Linked DNA regions of Mus musculus: all the other regions are linked to region 1. The links are chromatin contacts, called in public HiChIP or PLAC-seq and promoter capture Hi-C maps. All regions are on one chromosome and are shown on one strand. The core of a region is the stretch at or near the end of the contact, and the rest is flanking DNA. Distances in the headings are between cores, read along the strand shown. Region 1 holds the start of Stil (Scl/Tal1 interrupting locus). Region 2 holds the start of Atpaf1 (ATP synthase mitochondrial F1 complex assembly factor 1). Region 3 overlaps Efcab14 (EF-hand calcium binding domain 14). Region 4 holds the start of Trabd2b (TraB domain containing 2B). Region 5 has its middle 15 kb from the start of Dmbx1.

What was found. Promoter capture Hi-C pulls out the DNA fragments that hold promoters and counts their contacts. HiChIP or PLAC-seq counts read pairs in DNA pulled down with a chosen protein or histone mark.
Region 2: a contact with region 1 is called in a promoter capture Hi-C map of the HPC-7 cell line. The contact joins the promoter of Atpaf1 here to the promoter of Stil in region 1. A contact is called at or near these places in 12 of 39 promoter capture datasets (the 3T3-L1 cell line, the C10 cell line, the HPC-7 cell line and 7 more), 6 of 115 datasets of contacts at active chromatin or transcription factors (bone marrow-derived macrophages, embryonic stem cells, large pre-B cells and 1 more) and 1 of 9 other capture datasets (embryonic stem cells).
Region 3: a contact with region 1 is called in an H3K27ac HiChIP or PLAC-seq map of trophoblast stem cells, with 6 times the contacts expected there. The contact joins the enhancer-like site here to the promoter of Stil in region 1. A contact is called at or near these places in 5 of 115 datasets of contacts at active chromatin or transcription factors (the 230-238 cell line, bone marrow-derived macrophages, embryonic stem cells and 2 more).
Region 4: an H3K4me3 HiChIP or PLAC-seq map of stem cell-derived neural progenitor cells shows a contact between it and region 1, with 18 read pairs. The contact joins the promoter of Trabd2b here to the promoter of Stil in region 1. A contact is called at or near these places in 5 of 39 promoter capture datasets (the 3T3-L1 cell line, cranial neural crest, frontonasal cranial neural crest and 2 more) and 1 of 115 datasets of contacts at active chromatin or transcription factors (stem cell-derived neural progenitor cells).
Region 5: a contact with region 1 is called in an H3K27ac HiChIP or PLAC-seq map of embryonic stem cells, with 5 times the contacts expected there. The contact joins the enhancer-like site here to the promoter of Stil in region 1. A contact is called at or near these places in 4 of 39 promoter capture datasets (embryonic stem cells, hippocampal neurons and stem cell-derived epiblast-like cells), 1 of 484 Hi-C or Micro-C datasets (embryonic stem cells), 5 of 115 datasets of contacts at active chromatin or transcription factors (embryonic stem cells, large pre-B cells and stem cell-derived neural progenitor cells) and 1 of 9 other capture datasets (embryonic stem cells).

Annotation. Positions count from the first base shown.
Region 1 is chr4:114,998,857-115,001,556 of GRCm38.p6, forward strand. Stil (Scl/Tal1 interrupting locus) reads left to right here and starts at 1,262. Exons shown (of 17, transcript NM_009185.3): 1 at 1,262-1,491.
Region 2 is chr4:115,783,646-115,786,345 of GRCm38.p6, forward strand. Atpaf1 (ATP synthase mitochondrial F1 complex assembly factor 1) reads left to right here and starts at 1,361. Exons shown (of 9, transcript NM_001369233.1): 1 at 1,361-1,659. The coding sequence starts at 1,406.
Region 3 is chr4:115,766,827-115,769,526 of GRCm38.p6, forward strand. The region is part of intron 10 of Efcab14 (EF-hand calcium binding domain 14); the gene reads left to right. Among named protein-coding and RNA genes, the nearest start is that of Tex38, 13 kb to the right of the region's middle. Within about 2 kb of position 1,420, at least 43 of the 459 cell types and tissues checked have an H3K27ac peak or open chromatin away from gene starts, as enhancers often do. A contact at or near this core is called in extraembryonic endoderm stem cells and trophoblast stem cells, where this site is marked.
Region 4 is chr4:114,405,333-114,408,032 of GRCm38.p6, forward strand. It overlaps Trabd2b (TraB domain containing 2B), which reads left to right and starts at 1,392. Exons shown (of 7, transcript NM_001085549.1): 1 at 1,392-1,587. The coding sequence starts at 1,486.
Region 5 is chr4:115,953,605-115,956,304 of GRCm38.p6, forward strand. No RefSeq gene overlaps it. Among named protein-coding and RNA genes, the nearest start is that of Dmbx1, 15 kb to the left of the region's middle. Within about 2 kb of position 1,272, at least 6 of the 459 cell types and tissues checked have an H3K27ac peak or open chromatin away from gene starts, as enhancers often do. A contact at or near this core is called in embryonic stem cells, where this site is marked.

The DNA.
Region 1 (2,700 bases), core at 12-2,511:
CAGCAAGTGCTCTTAACCACTGAGCTATCTCTACAGCCCCAGATTTTACCTGTTAAAAGTATTTACTTAGTGTGTGGTGCTAGTCACTCAACCCAGGACCCTGCACATGCTGGGGTCCTACACTACTACTTAGCTGCATACTAGCCTCCCAGAACAGTCTCAGATATACAGAAAATAAATGAAGCACACCTCCCACGCACTTTCCTCTTTTTTTTTTTAACATCTTATATAAGTATGTACATTTGTTTCTATTAACCCAACATTGATACATTATTAATTTAAAGTCTTTTATGTATTTAGATTTTTACCTGCCTTTTAAAAAATACACAAAGTTTAATGTAACATGAACTAATCCTAAGAACACGTTTGCTACCTTCCCCTAACACTATAGACGTGCTTCCTTTTTAATTTAAGTCTTTTCTTGTTTTGTTTTAATTACAACGAATGCCTGATCATCTCAAAGATCTCCAACATGGACCTCTGGCAGCACGCACACATAAATCACACACCACAACTGTCCCCAATATCAGCACTGGAAATAAGTATAAATAGCCACCAGTATTTTCTGTTCAACGAGAAGGAATTTCCCAAAATTGGTAAGATCGATCATATTTTAGAAACAACTTAAAGCAAATTTAACCTCCTCTATCTCTGATCATCTAAGGGCTTGAAAACTTTTTTTCTCCTGAGACAGGGTCTCATGCAGACCAAGTTGGTCTTTGATTTGCTTCGTAGCTTAGAAGACCTCTCTGCCTCCACCCACCTCTTCAAAGCTGGGACTAAGGCGGCGCACCACCACACTCGACTCTAGTCTTTTGAGACAGGGTCTCTAAATAATTCCAGCTTGTCTCTAACTCGTGGCGAGCCTCCTGTCTCAGCACCTGCCTCGGAAGAGCGCAGGAATTACAGGGGAGAACCAAGCTTGGCTAAGTGGATCCCAGCAGTCAGACCACAATCTGTGCAGGAAGCACTTCCAGCAAACCAGCCGGGATTTCTTTTTTTAACTGCGCATGCGTTTGGCCAATGCCAGCCAAACCGGAACTTAACCGTTGACCAAATGAAGGTTTAAATCCTCTGAGTAGTGACACAGAGCTGCGATGGCGCCCTCGGTTCTTTAAAGAACCTTGGGATAGGGCGAGCGCTAATCCCAGGCTGGGCTCCGATTGGTCGTCACAGCAGTCTGCAGTTGAGACGTTGCGTGACGACCGTGGTACCGCCCCTGCAGCGGGACTGGCCGGGCTTCTGGCCAATCAGCAGGCGCGGCGCGCCCTTTGGTTCCCTCCAGCGAGCGCTTGCCGCCTCGGTTCCCGCGACCCCAACGTCCCAGAGGCGGGGCCGCAGTCATCTGAGACGCTACCTGGATCCTGACTCTGCGTGCCCAACAAACGGGCCCAACAACCAAACCCTAGCTTGGCGGCGGCCGTGACAACAGCGACGGTGGATCTTTGAGCTCCTGATTCCCCGAGGCGCCCTACGGGCCCGGGAAGCACGGTGAGTAACAAGCGGCCTGTAAGGTCGGAGTTAGCGCGGTGGAACCGATGACCACAGGGCCGCCAGGGGAGAAAGAAGGCGGACCTCACTGCTAAAAAATGGGAAAGAAGTTTACATTGTGACGTGCCTCAGATTGACTTCACTGTAGAAATTTCTTGGAGACTGAAACCCTGATCCTTGCTTTTTTGCATTCTTTCTATCTGACCCAGACTGTGTAAGGAATCTATTACGTGTTTATAGTCCGTGGTCTACAGGAAGTAGACCTATGTCAAAAGTGAGGCGTGGACGTACAGTGTCTGAACACAAAGACAGTGATGTCACCCTGAGAGATTGCACATTCGTGTTGGGGGTTGGATGATAGGATTTAGTAGGAAATTCCAAAGGAAGGGGAGGACAGCCTGTGTAGTCCTATCGACTGCTGATAGTCGAGTTAGGACTGGAGGATGAGTGACCGGGGTTATGGTTGCAGTAATTGGGTAGGACCTTAATATGAAGGGTTTTTATTTTATATATGAAGAAAAGCTATTGACTTTCTAGTCAGGGGAAAAACTTGTACATAAACCCATTTGTGTCTGCACTGGAGGGACTTGTCAGTAAATCTGGCTGGGCTGAGGAGGACAGCTAAGGTGGGAGGCCAGAAAGAACTTTCTATGGGTAAGAGGGAGAAGAGGTGAGGGTGACTTGATGGTCCTCATTTGCTGCACAATGAAGACATTCCCTGAGCAGACTATTTTTGTTAGGTACAGGTTTGTACAGCTTTGGCTCCATTAGCTTTATAAGTAATACTATCAAGATGAGCTAGTTATCAAATCTCATTTGGTGGCTTTCAGATGAGAAAGACCTAATGCATGAAAGGAGAGACAGGCACTTAAGTCATTCCTGTTGGTGAGGAAAACTTATACTTTGTGGGGGTAGAGTTATCAGTGTGATTACTGATACCATGGCAGTCAACTGCTAAAGAAAGGCTTCTTTTAAAACAAGCAAACAAACAAACAAGAAAAACAAGCCTGTATTTCAAGAAGTTTCATATCTCTGGGATAAGTTTTAATTGATCCTTAAAGGTTATATCCAGTAGAACTTTGCTCTCCCAATATTTTTAGCCTTAGACTATATAGAAAAGGTCTCTTCTAAATGACTTACACCTTTGTTAGTAATCCTCTATCTTGAGTCAGATGATTCATTTTTTAAATTTTTCATTAGTGTTTAAAA
Region 2 (2,700 bases), core at 111-2,610, 780 kb after region 1:
AGTTCCAGGATAGCCAGGGCTATACAGAGAAACCCTGTCTCGAAAAACCAAAAAAAAAAAAAAAAAAAAGACTGGAAAGGGTTGGGGATTTAGCTTAGTAGAGTGCTTACACAAGGCCCTGGGTTCAGTCCTCAGCTCTGGGTGGGGGAAGAGTAAAGATAGACTATAAGGAGGAATGGGGGAGAGATGGCTCAGCAGCTTAAAAGCACTTGCCCTGTGAGCCTGGAGAGCTGAATTAGATCAGCTGGAAAGGAGTTGGAAACTGGAAAAGAAGGAGAGAGCCTATTTCACAAAATTGTCTTCTGATTTCCACATGTGCTTCACCACACTTGAACACAATTTTTTTTTTTAAAGGATGGGGAGGTTTCTCTAGAGGTCTCTTTGAGGCGCTGAGAGAACTGAGTTCCAGATGAGGAGGAGGCAATGCATGCCTGTTTGAGCAGAGGAAACAGCACGTGGAAAAATTCTGAGCCAGGTACAGGCCAGCAAAGTCAGACTTCCATATCTCCCAATGCACTGTCCCAGCATCGAGAGTCTGATGTCTGAGCGCAGGCTGTATTGAACAGAGTTTGGAGTCCCTGTTCCTGCCTCGGGAGAGGTTCCTATCAACTAAGGTCCAGATAAGGACTTCCATGTGACTGCCCTCACATAAGGTCTGCTTTGGATGGTAGCAGGTGAGATACCATTGTTCCTAAGCTCAAGTTTGGTTCAGCAAATGAAGATGGTGACATTTTGGTTGAGAAGGGGAGAGCCCAAATAAAGACTTGTCCAGGATAATTCCTTATGTCTCTGAGGAAAGTAGTTCAATTAAATGCCAGGAAGGAACCCAGACTTCAGAGGCATTGCGTTTTTAAAAAGCTTAGCTTTTAGGTGGAACTTACTACTTTAATGGTTCACAGCCTGTTTAGCTTCTCCATCTGTAAAATGAGGTTAATATCTACTTCATAGGGTATGAGGCCAATGGAACCTTCTGCAAATAGACACTGATAAAGAGAAGCTTCAGCTATGATGTTCAGACATCCTTTGCAGCTAAAGAAACTGTTACAGCTAGTGCCAAGTAAATTTAGAAAAGGGGCAAGCCCTGTGAGAACCCGAAGATGCAAGCCAGCTTTCCAGAAGCCTGGCGCGCAGAGGCTGCTGGTCGGGGGTAGGGGGTGGGGTGAATCCTGGCAGACTCCCGGGAGGAGACGCGCCACGACACCCCTAGAGCGGGTGGGCAGAACCGGGAGCTGCCAGCCCGAAGCGTCGTTGTCCCTTCTCCACTCCAGCACCCGGAACCTTGAGCGCGCGGAACCTCGGTGGCGGAACGCGGGCCTCGCGGACCTTGCGGGAGATGGAGCAGGCGCGCGGGCCGGGGGCCGAGGCTGACGCGCCCGAGGAGGAGGAGGGGGAGTCGCAGGCGGCCATGGCGGCGGTAGTGTCCGCTGCGGGTGGAGCGTGCCCCGCAGTCCTGCAGGTGGCGGGTCTCTACCGAGGCCTGTGTGCAGTGCGCAGCCGCGCCCTGGGGCTGGGGTTCGTGTCACCGGCACAGTTGCGCGTGTTCCCGGTGCGCCGGGGCTCGGGCCTGCCCCCCGAGGGAGCAGACGGCAGTGGGGTCAGCGAGCTGGAAGCGAACCCCTTCTACGACCGCTACCGGGACAAGATCCAGCAGCTGCGCAGGTGCGGTCCTGGTCGGGTGGGGGTGGGGACTCACGACCGGCGGGCAGAGCTTCCGGCATGCACTACTCTCCGGGACGGTGGGCTTGCCCTGGCCCTGCTATACCAATAGTTTGTTTCCAAGTTCAGAGAGGCCAGGCCACTTGCCTAAAGTCACATCTCTGCAGACTCTTTGGGTCTTTCCACAGTCGTCAAAACACTCTTTAAAGCCCTATGAAGAAGACAGCTCAGAGAAAGTTGTCCCCTACTTAGGAAGATGAAAATGAAGACCTTCAGCGAAGGCATTTGATTTGCTCAAGGTCACATGTTGAGTCAGCAGATACCTGCCTGAGAGATCAAGTTCACAGGCTCTCCCAGCTTAGGGCCCTGACTGCCTGGACAAGGAGACTGGGATTGTGGCAAAGACTGATATGATAATGTTACGTTTGTATTGCCCATTGAACCCTCTCACTAAGGAAATGTAGGGATCTGGAGAGAGGTAGAGTCTTGCCCGAGGTCACACAGTTGGTTAAGGTTTATCTGACTGTAACCAGGGTTCCTAAGGCGTCAGCTTCCAGAAGGTAAACCGTGAAGATGAAAGAGGTGTGGCTTAGTAGAAGAGAACTTGCTTACTATGCACTGGGCCTTGAGTTCCATCTCCAGCACTGAGGAGGAAAAGTGTCGTAGGGTTATGGCTGTTAAGGTAGGTAGAGTGGGTGCCTAGTTCCAGGACGAAGGATGAAGGTAAGGAATGGTGGTCTGAGAGTTTGGTGCTATAGGAAGGCACTTCTGAAAGGAAGCCAGACGTTACCGGCTAGAAGTTCTCTGCATTTTGTCTCATTTTAATTCCACTCCCTTAAGTTCTTCGTCTTCACGCGGGGCAGCAGCATCCTCTAACTAGGTGTACTGGCTGGTTTGGTGTGTCAACTTGACACAAGCTGGAGTTATCACAGAGAAAGGAGCTTCAGTTGAGGAAATGCCTCCATGAGATCCTGCTGTAAAGCATTTTCTCAATTAGTGATCAAGGGTGGGAGGACCCATTGTGGATGGTGCCATCCCTGGGCT
Region 3 (2,700 bases), core at 170-2,669, 770 kb after region 1:
CAGTGCCTAATAGCACTTACAGCCTAATGATCTAAGGTCAGTCCCCAGAACTAACATAAAGACAAAAGCAGAGAGTTGAGTATGAAGTTGTCCTCTGAGCTCAACATATGACATGTGTACACCCACACCCACACACATCATACACAAACATAATAATCATCTATTTTAAAAGGTGGACAGTACCTGAGGAGTAACACCTGAGATTGCCCTCTGGCCTCCACATACCTGCAAATACACAGGTACACGCACAGAAACACACACACACACAATTTATAGCTAACATTGTTGGGCCAGATACAGAAAGCTGCCCACATCTAAACAGCAGTTAATTGGTTGAGACAGAATTCAAGCTGAGGCTGACTCTAAAGCTTCCATACTACCTTTCTCTTAAATGTTGTTTAAGGTCTTCAGTCATTCACTAAGTGCCCTCCAGACCCCATGTCAAAGGATGGAATACAGTATAAGATACAATCTTGCCGGGCGGTGGTGGCATATGCTTTTTGGGAGGCAGAGGCAGGCGGATTTCTGAGTTCGAAGCCAGCCTGGTCTACAAAGTGAGTTCCAGGACAGCCAAGGGTACACAGAGAAACCCTGTCTCAAAAAAAAAAAAATAAAATAAAAAAAAAAAATAAGGATACAGTCTCAGCCAGACACAGTGCATATACCTATAATCTCAACTGAGGCACAACAATAAAGATATTGAGGCCAGCCTGTGCTCTATATAGTGAGATCATGTCTCCAAAAATGTCCCTTTCTTTCCATAAGGATAGGTTGTCTAAAGCAGAGGACAGAAAAAGCAAACACAATTCTGTTAGATTAGCAAAACAAGTCAAAGTTGACTGTTTCCCTGCAACAGGCCCTCTGGGATTCTGACAGCGAGCAGAATAAGTATTCATACAAAGGCTATATGTCATAGAACAATGTCTGCCTTGTTCTCAGTAGTGTCTTGTACTCTTCATTGTGATGGTGAGGCTTCCTGGTTGTCTCTTGCCGTCTGGAAAGTCGTCCAGTTCTGACCACATACCTTGCACTGGTTCTTCACTTAGGTTCAGATGCCATCGTGCTCTCCCAGGTCTGGAGCAGGTGCTTCCTGTGCGTTATGACATGTTTTACTTGCTCCTAATTAGCATATGCCACTGTTGAAATTCCCTAGGAAGAAACAGTTTAGCTTCCGTGAGGAAAGTCTCATGGAAGTCTCCTGTTCACTCCCTAGCCTGCAGCACAGAGCCTGGTAGGACTGTGAAACTGAATGACTGTGTTGCTTATTCATCTTGCAGTTAATGCTTAACTACCATTACTTTTCGCCCCGTCTGGGGTGGCTTTCCTTTGTTTTCTGGAGGGGAAGGCGAGTCATTGTATTTACTCTCTATTGAAAGGAATTCCCATCTAGCCATTTGCTGTTGGGAAGAAGTATCCCAGCTGCTTTTCTGGCTCAGGGCATTTCTGAGGTCTCACCAGCTGCACTGCCAGGCCCGCGAAGCAACAGGAGTGAGGAGGGCCTTTCAGGAATTTATGAGACTTCCTCAATGGAGTAGATCTTGCACAGAAATAGCTTTTCCTCCCTTCAGCACATCTTCCCAAGTACCAAACAGCAAGAGGCATGTGGAGTCAAAGCATGATCTTGAATAAATGAAGAAAAATAATCAGGAAAGCTTTTAAAGAAACACACACTAGTGACCTTCTTCTTTCTATAGTATTATAATCTTTTCAGTGAGCTTAAGAACTCAGTCAAGTCCTTTTTATTTTTTATTTCTTCTATAATTCTTAATTGTGTGTGCACTCTCAAAGGCCAGAAACATCAGATCCTTCTGGAGCTGGAGCTGGAGCTGCAGGCAGTTGTGAACTACCTGACACGGACGCTAGGAACTGAACTCTGGTCCGCAGGGGGAGGAGTACAAACTCCTGACCACTGATCCATCTCTCTGAAACCCCTTTTGGATTTTTTTAGTTTGTTGGTTGATTGGTGTTTGTTTAAAGTTTTTGTTTTGTTTTGTTTTGTTGAGGTTTTTTTGTATGTTTTTTGTTTGTTTTGAGACAACCTCATATAGCCAGGTTGACCTTACTACTCTGTATATCTGAGTCTGGTCTTGAACTCTGGATTACAGGCATACACCACCACCCCTGGATCAAATCCTTTTTAAATTGTTAAAGGCTTTTGTTGGAAATTTTCTAATGTCATTTTCTAAATAGTATCTTTGTTATTTTTTTTAATACAGATTAACTGGTAGCATTAACCACCAAAAAAATAAACAAACAGATACAGAGATTTCTATGGTCCTTTTTTAATGGAGATATAATTCATACTCCATGTCACCCTTTTAAACTGTGTAATTGCATGGGCCTTAGTATATTCTCAAGATTATATAGCCATCACCTTGACTTAATTCCATAGCATTTTTATCACCCCAGAATGAAGCTTCATACTCCTTTAACAGCTTCGTCTGAGGCTGGCCAGATGCCTCAATGCTTGCCAGCAAGCCTGACACCCTGAGCAGGAGCCACGTGGTAGAAGAAGAAAGCCCACGCCCACAAGTTCTTCTCTGATCTCCACATGCATCTTACTATGTACACATGTACACATACACAATAAGTACATAGATAGATAGATAGATAGATAGATAGATAGATAGATAGATAGATAGATAGATAGATAAGGGAGAAGTTTAAGATGCACTCCAGTTACTCCTACTGTCTCAATAA
Region 4 (2,700 bases), core at 142-2,641, 590 kb before region 1:
GACTTCTGATAATATCACACAATTTATCTTTAACCTCCAATATCAGGATAGAGTCTTAGCAAATCTTGTTTAACAACAGCGGTGTGTGTGTGTGTGTGTGTGTGTGTGTGTGTGTACACCCAGAGAAACAGACAGGAGAATGACTGACTGAATGGAGCTTCCAAGGAATTCTAATTGTTTTATGTTCTTTAGACATGTTTTAATTTAATGTAGTGGGTCTTTGCAGAGTGCCTAGGAACACATGTGGTGGTGTTAGGCACAGCAGCATGACAAAACGTTGTAAGCAAATACCACGTTTTCTGGATCTCCAGTGACCATCTCATTCTCCGATATACCTCGAAGTGCCTACACAAATCCTGTCCTGTTAACTGCTTACTCTCGCCAGGCCTCGCAGATGTGCTCTGAGAAACTGGCCCATGTTCCCAAATTTGTCTCAGCCTGACCATTGGACTTCCACCTTAACCCAAGGTCCACTGAGCCAGACGCCCTCTGGCGGTAGCGCTCAGGAGCTACATCCCGGCGCAGAGCTGGAGAGAGGAGAGGAAAGGAGAGGGAGGAGGGAGGAGGCGCAGGCAGGGGAGGAGAGGAAAAAGTTGCGCTGGGAAGTTTGGAAAGTTGGGAAGTGGCTGCTGCGGGCTTCGCCTCCCTCCGCGCGCGTGCGAGGGAACGAGCGAGAGAGCGAGCGCGGAGCCAGCGAGCGCCTGCCATGCCCGGCAGACCCCGCCTCGCCGCGCCCGGGCGCCGAGCTCGCTCCGACTCCCTGCGGCCCGGCCCGGCCCGGCCCGCCGCGGCCCCGGCCCCCCGCCTCCCGCGCCGGGTCCTCCCCTCCCCCGCCCGGCGGCCCCAGCCCCCCGCCCGGCCCGGCTCCGCGCCGCTCTCCCGCCCTCCTCTCTCCCTCCCTCCCGGCCGCGGAGCAGCATGGCGGAGCCCGGGCAGCGGCCGCGCGGCCGCCCGCCGCCCCTCTGAGCCGGGCTCGGGGGCAGCCCGGCACCTCAGAGCAGACCCCCGCCCCGCCGCGCCCTCTGCCGCACTTGTCCCACTGCGCGCCCCCTGGAGCGCCGCGCACCCCTGGGACCCTTGCGCGCCCCGGGTGCCCAGCATAACCCGAGTTCCCCCGCTCACCCTGGAATCTCAGGACTGCCCCAGGAGCCCCGCGTACCCCTGGACCCTGACGCGGCTCCGGGACCCCCACGCGCTCTAGGACCCCTGCGCGCTCTCAGAATTCCGGGGCTCGGCCAACCCGGCTGCGCGCCCTGGTGAGGGGCCCCGCCCCAGAGGATCCCCCTCTTCCAACAGACCGGAGCCCCGCCCCAGAGAGACCCCCAGGTCCGACAGGGACATCCAGCCACGCCCCAGCGGGCTCCCAGCATCTCGCGCCTGGAGCCCTGTGCTCCAGAAGATCCTCGGTGCCCAGCTGGGGGCTCCCCGCCCTGCTGAGGGGGCGCTGCCCAAGAGGGACCCCCGCGTCCCGCGGGCCCCGGCAGGATGCACGCCGCCCTGGCGGGGCCGCTGCTAGCCGCCCTCCTTGCCACCGCCCGCGCCCGTCCGCAACCCCCCGACGGAGGACAGTGCCGGCCGCCTGGATCGGTGAGCGAGCACCAGCCCTGCCACTCTCCCGCCTGCCTGGACACTCCAGCCTGAGGGGCCAGGGTTTGGGACCAGCCTTCTCCATTCAGCCCACTCGCTCCACCTCCGCCCTCTGGGCACAGCCTGGGCTCCCTTCCCTAGCATCTGTCCTCCCGGACTCCAAGTCTGAGCCCAGCCCAGATGGTTCCTTCTCCACTCGCGGACAGTTTCCCCTAGACTTTTGGTCTTGGTTGGATGGATCCCCTCTCTGTGTCCGCTTCTAACTCTCCTGTCTTTTATCCTACCTTTACCCTTTGGTTGCCTTCTTCTGACTTCATCTTCCCAACACCTAGTACCCTTTTCTACACCCTGACTTCCAACCCTTTTGCTGTTTCATTCACACAGTGCCCCAGGCCAGGCATCCCTCCCTCTCCTTGACCCTTTTTCTGACCTAAGGCTGGATCCTCCAACCCTGGTGCTCATTCTCACTCCTCTCCCTCTGTACCCCAGACCCTACCCAGTACCGATTGTCCCAAATGCCCCTGTTTCCTGAAAAGGGTAAGATATCATAGGAGAGAAACGGAAATGACAGGATGAACTTGCTTGTCTAATATTTTCCTAAGGGCACCAAGTAATTATTGCTTCTCCCAACTTTCCTCTCCAAACCCGGCATCTCTTGATATTTTTTCCTGCAATGCCCTTATCTTCAAATATAGATTAATGCGTTGGCAATCATCCTGAACTAGATGCCAGGAGACGAGAATACTGTTGCAGGATCTTCCTGTGCTACCCTATTAGCAGGGCATAGGTTGGCCTTGGGCAAGGTGCACAGCTAGCAGTCTGCCTTGTGCAAGAAACCAGCTGGATAGCTGGTAGGCACTGTCTATTGTGCATTCACATTTGTAAGGTTTGTTGGTAAACTATGGTTCTGTGTCCACCACCCACAATAAATACTTTTCATTTGTGCCAGAATCAGGGAGGAATATGTTATGAGTTGACCTAAAGTTTGTTAAGTGGTCAGTGGTCACTCCAGGGACTTTTCTAGATGGAAACTGACTTTGCTTGGGAGATAGTCCCCTACTCCTGTTTCTTTCCAAATCCTAATTGATACTGGAAAAAACAACCATAGTGTGT
Region 5 (2,700 bases), core at 22-2,521, 950 kb after region 1:
CCTTCTACCCACAGTCTACATCTATCCCTGCCCATAAGGCTCTATGTCCAGCCCTGAGGACTGCCAGCCCTGTGACTGATGGCCAGGCCCCTGCTGGGGGCACCGAGGGCAGCCACTCAGCAGAGGCAAACAGCTTGACCGTCTGTGGCCTCTGGACTCTGGGGCATGGTGGAAGCAGTGGGCAGAACAGATTGAGTTCGGCGTGATGCTTAGAAGCCCAGGCTTGGGGGAGGGGAGAGCTGGCTATGGCTCTTTCTTCCCCTTCCTGGATCAGCTAGTCCAACCTCTTCTTCTTCTGGCAAAGCTGGGCTTTAAGAAGTTCAGTCTTGCTGGCCTAGGTGCTCTGGCTTCCAACTTGTCAGACACCCTTCAGGATAGGACAGAGCCAGACAGGATAGGCCTTCTACCCTCTCACCCATTTGCCTGTCCCATAGAGCCAGGCCCAACACCACATTCTACATTTTGCTTCATTTTCTCCCATCCCCTTCAAGCTGTTTTCATGGACAGAAGAGAGGTGTTAACTTGACTCTATTGTATATCATCGAGCCCCAAATGCATGGCTTCCCAAAGCAATGAGCTATTAGAACTCCTCAGTCTCCTGAGGGGCTTCGTTTTCTCTTCAAATTTGGGGTCCAGTTTTGTTTGTTTGTTTGCTTGTTTGTTTGTTTGTTTGACAAGGGCTCATGGAGCCTGGGCTGGCCTTGAACTCACTATGTAGCTGATAATGACCTTGAACTCCTGGTGGTTCTAACCCAGGTACTGGGATATGGGTGTGTGCCACCTCTCCTAGCTCATCATCCTAAAAAGGACAGTTGAAGAGAGGGCAGGGCAAGGAGAAGCACTTAGGATGACAGTGTGTAGCTCTCCTAGGGTCTCAAAGCAACTGGACTGGGTTAGAATCCGACTATTCTGCATTCATGCATCCGGGGTTCTACCCACTATCTCCCCTGCCTCTTCTGTACCTTGTGGTTGGGCTCAGCCTTTTACTACCCTTCCATAAACACATTACACACAGGCCAACAGATCTGCAGCCATGAGGAACTGAGGTAGCCCAGGAAAACAGGCTTGAGACCTAACTTCCTCTCCAAACCCAGGGAAGCTGTCTTGTGGGTAGGTGACCTCTAGGCATCTCAGGATGCTGATACTGAGAAAAGCCAATCAGAACTCCCAAAGAGGAAACACTTAGCAAGCATCCCAGGGAGGAACTGAACAGCTTACTTTCAAGAGGCCGGAAAAGGGAGAGTGGGTGGGAGGACTGCTCCTTGGGGCTCCTTCCAGACCTGAAGCCCCAGGACCCATTGTTTTGGAAATGGAAAAATCACGTGCTCCCTGCTAGAAAGGACCCCACTCCCTCTTCCTCCCAGATCAGTGGTCAGAAGGCTAAAAGGCTAAATAAACTATTTTCTTGACCTTCCTCTAAGGTCTATGGTCCCCAAGGGAGCTTGATATCTGGACCCCAGCCCCAGCCCCACAAACTATTCCCCCCACCCCCACCAAGGCCTCCTCAGTGTCTGGCTGAGCGAGGATGGGACGACAAGGGGCCAGAAAGGGGGCTCATCAACATTTCCAGCAATGCTAATAGACTATCCTCGGCCACATCCTATTACTGCACACCCCCTCCCCAGCCCCCCAGCCTAGCTGGCCTGCGCCTCTCCTCGGCCCCGGGGACCAGGCATCAGATTGGAGTCAAGATTCCGAGAGTGTCATTTGCCGCCGTTGATGGTGCCGATAATAGGGATGGGCGGGCGGGCGGGGAGCCGCAGCGCAGAGGCGGATTCTCTATTAAGACTGCTGCTCAGTGCAGCAGCCAGAAAGAAGCAGGCAGGCCTGCGCTGGGCAGACAAGGCCAGCAGAGTTCCATAATGGGATGGGTGGCTTACCTATGGCATTGTCTGCACCGTTAGTGGGGACCACTCTTAGGAGCAGACATACTGGGCTTAGAGAGTGACAAAGGCCAGGAGAAGCAGGAAGAAACCGGGCAAGGCAAGCTCCAGCTGCCCCTGCAGCACTGTCTGCCTCCCTCTGTCCTTTTCACTACCCGGGACCCAAAGATCCTAGTTGATCAATAGAACAAGATATTTTTGCTCCCTCCTTGACTTCAGTCTTACTGAAAATCAGTCCTCCCAGAGGCCTAAAAAACCTGGAAGAGTGTGATCCTCCAACCAAAAAGCTGAGCTCAGCCACTACGTGTTTTTCAGGGTTTTGGGTTTTTTTCTTTTTTTTCATTTCTTTTCTTTTCTTTTCTTTTCCTTTCCTTTTCCTTTCCTTTCCTTTCCTTTCCTTTCCTTTCCTTTCCTTTCCTTTCCTTTCCTTTCTTTTCTTTCCTTTCCTTTCTTTTCTTTTCTTTCCCCAGAGTTTCACTAGGCAACCCAACCTGGCCTCAAACTCAAAATACTCCTGGCTCAGCCTCCCAGGTGCTGGGATTATAGGTGACAGTGAATGTTGTTCTTATGCCTTGCATACCACCATCACCTTCACCTCCTCCTTTAATGCCACCGACCGCCACCCAAGCCACCCTCATGGGCATCCCTAATCCCTGCAACCCAACCCTGTTTCTGCTTGTACACAGTGCTCACCATTGCTCTACCCAGCCAGCCAGTTCTATCATCACTATCATCACCATCTGATGTCTGATGAAGATCTTAGCCCTGAGAGTTCCTATGGTTCCTAGCTGTATTATCTTCTGAGCCTGTAGCATCA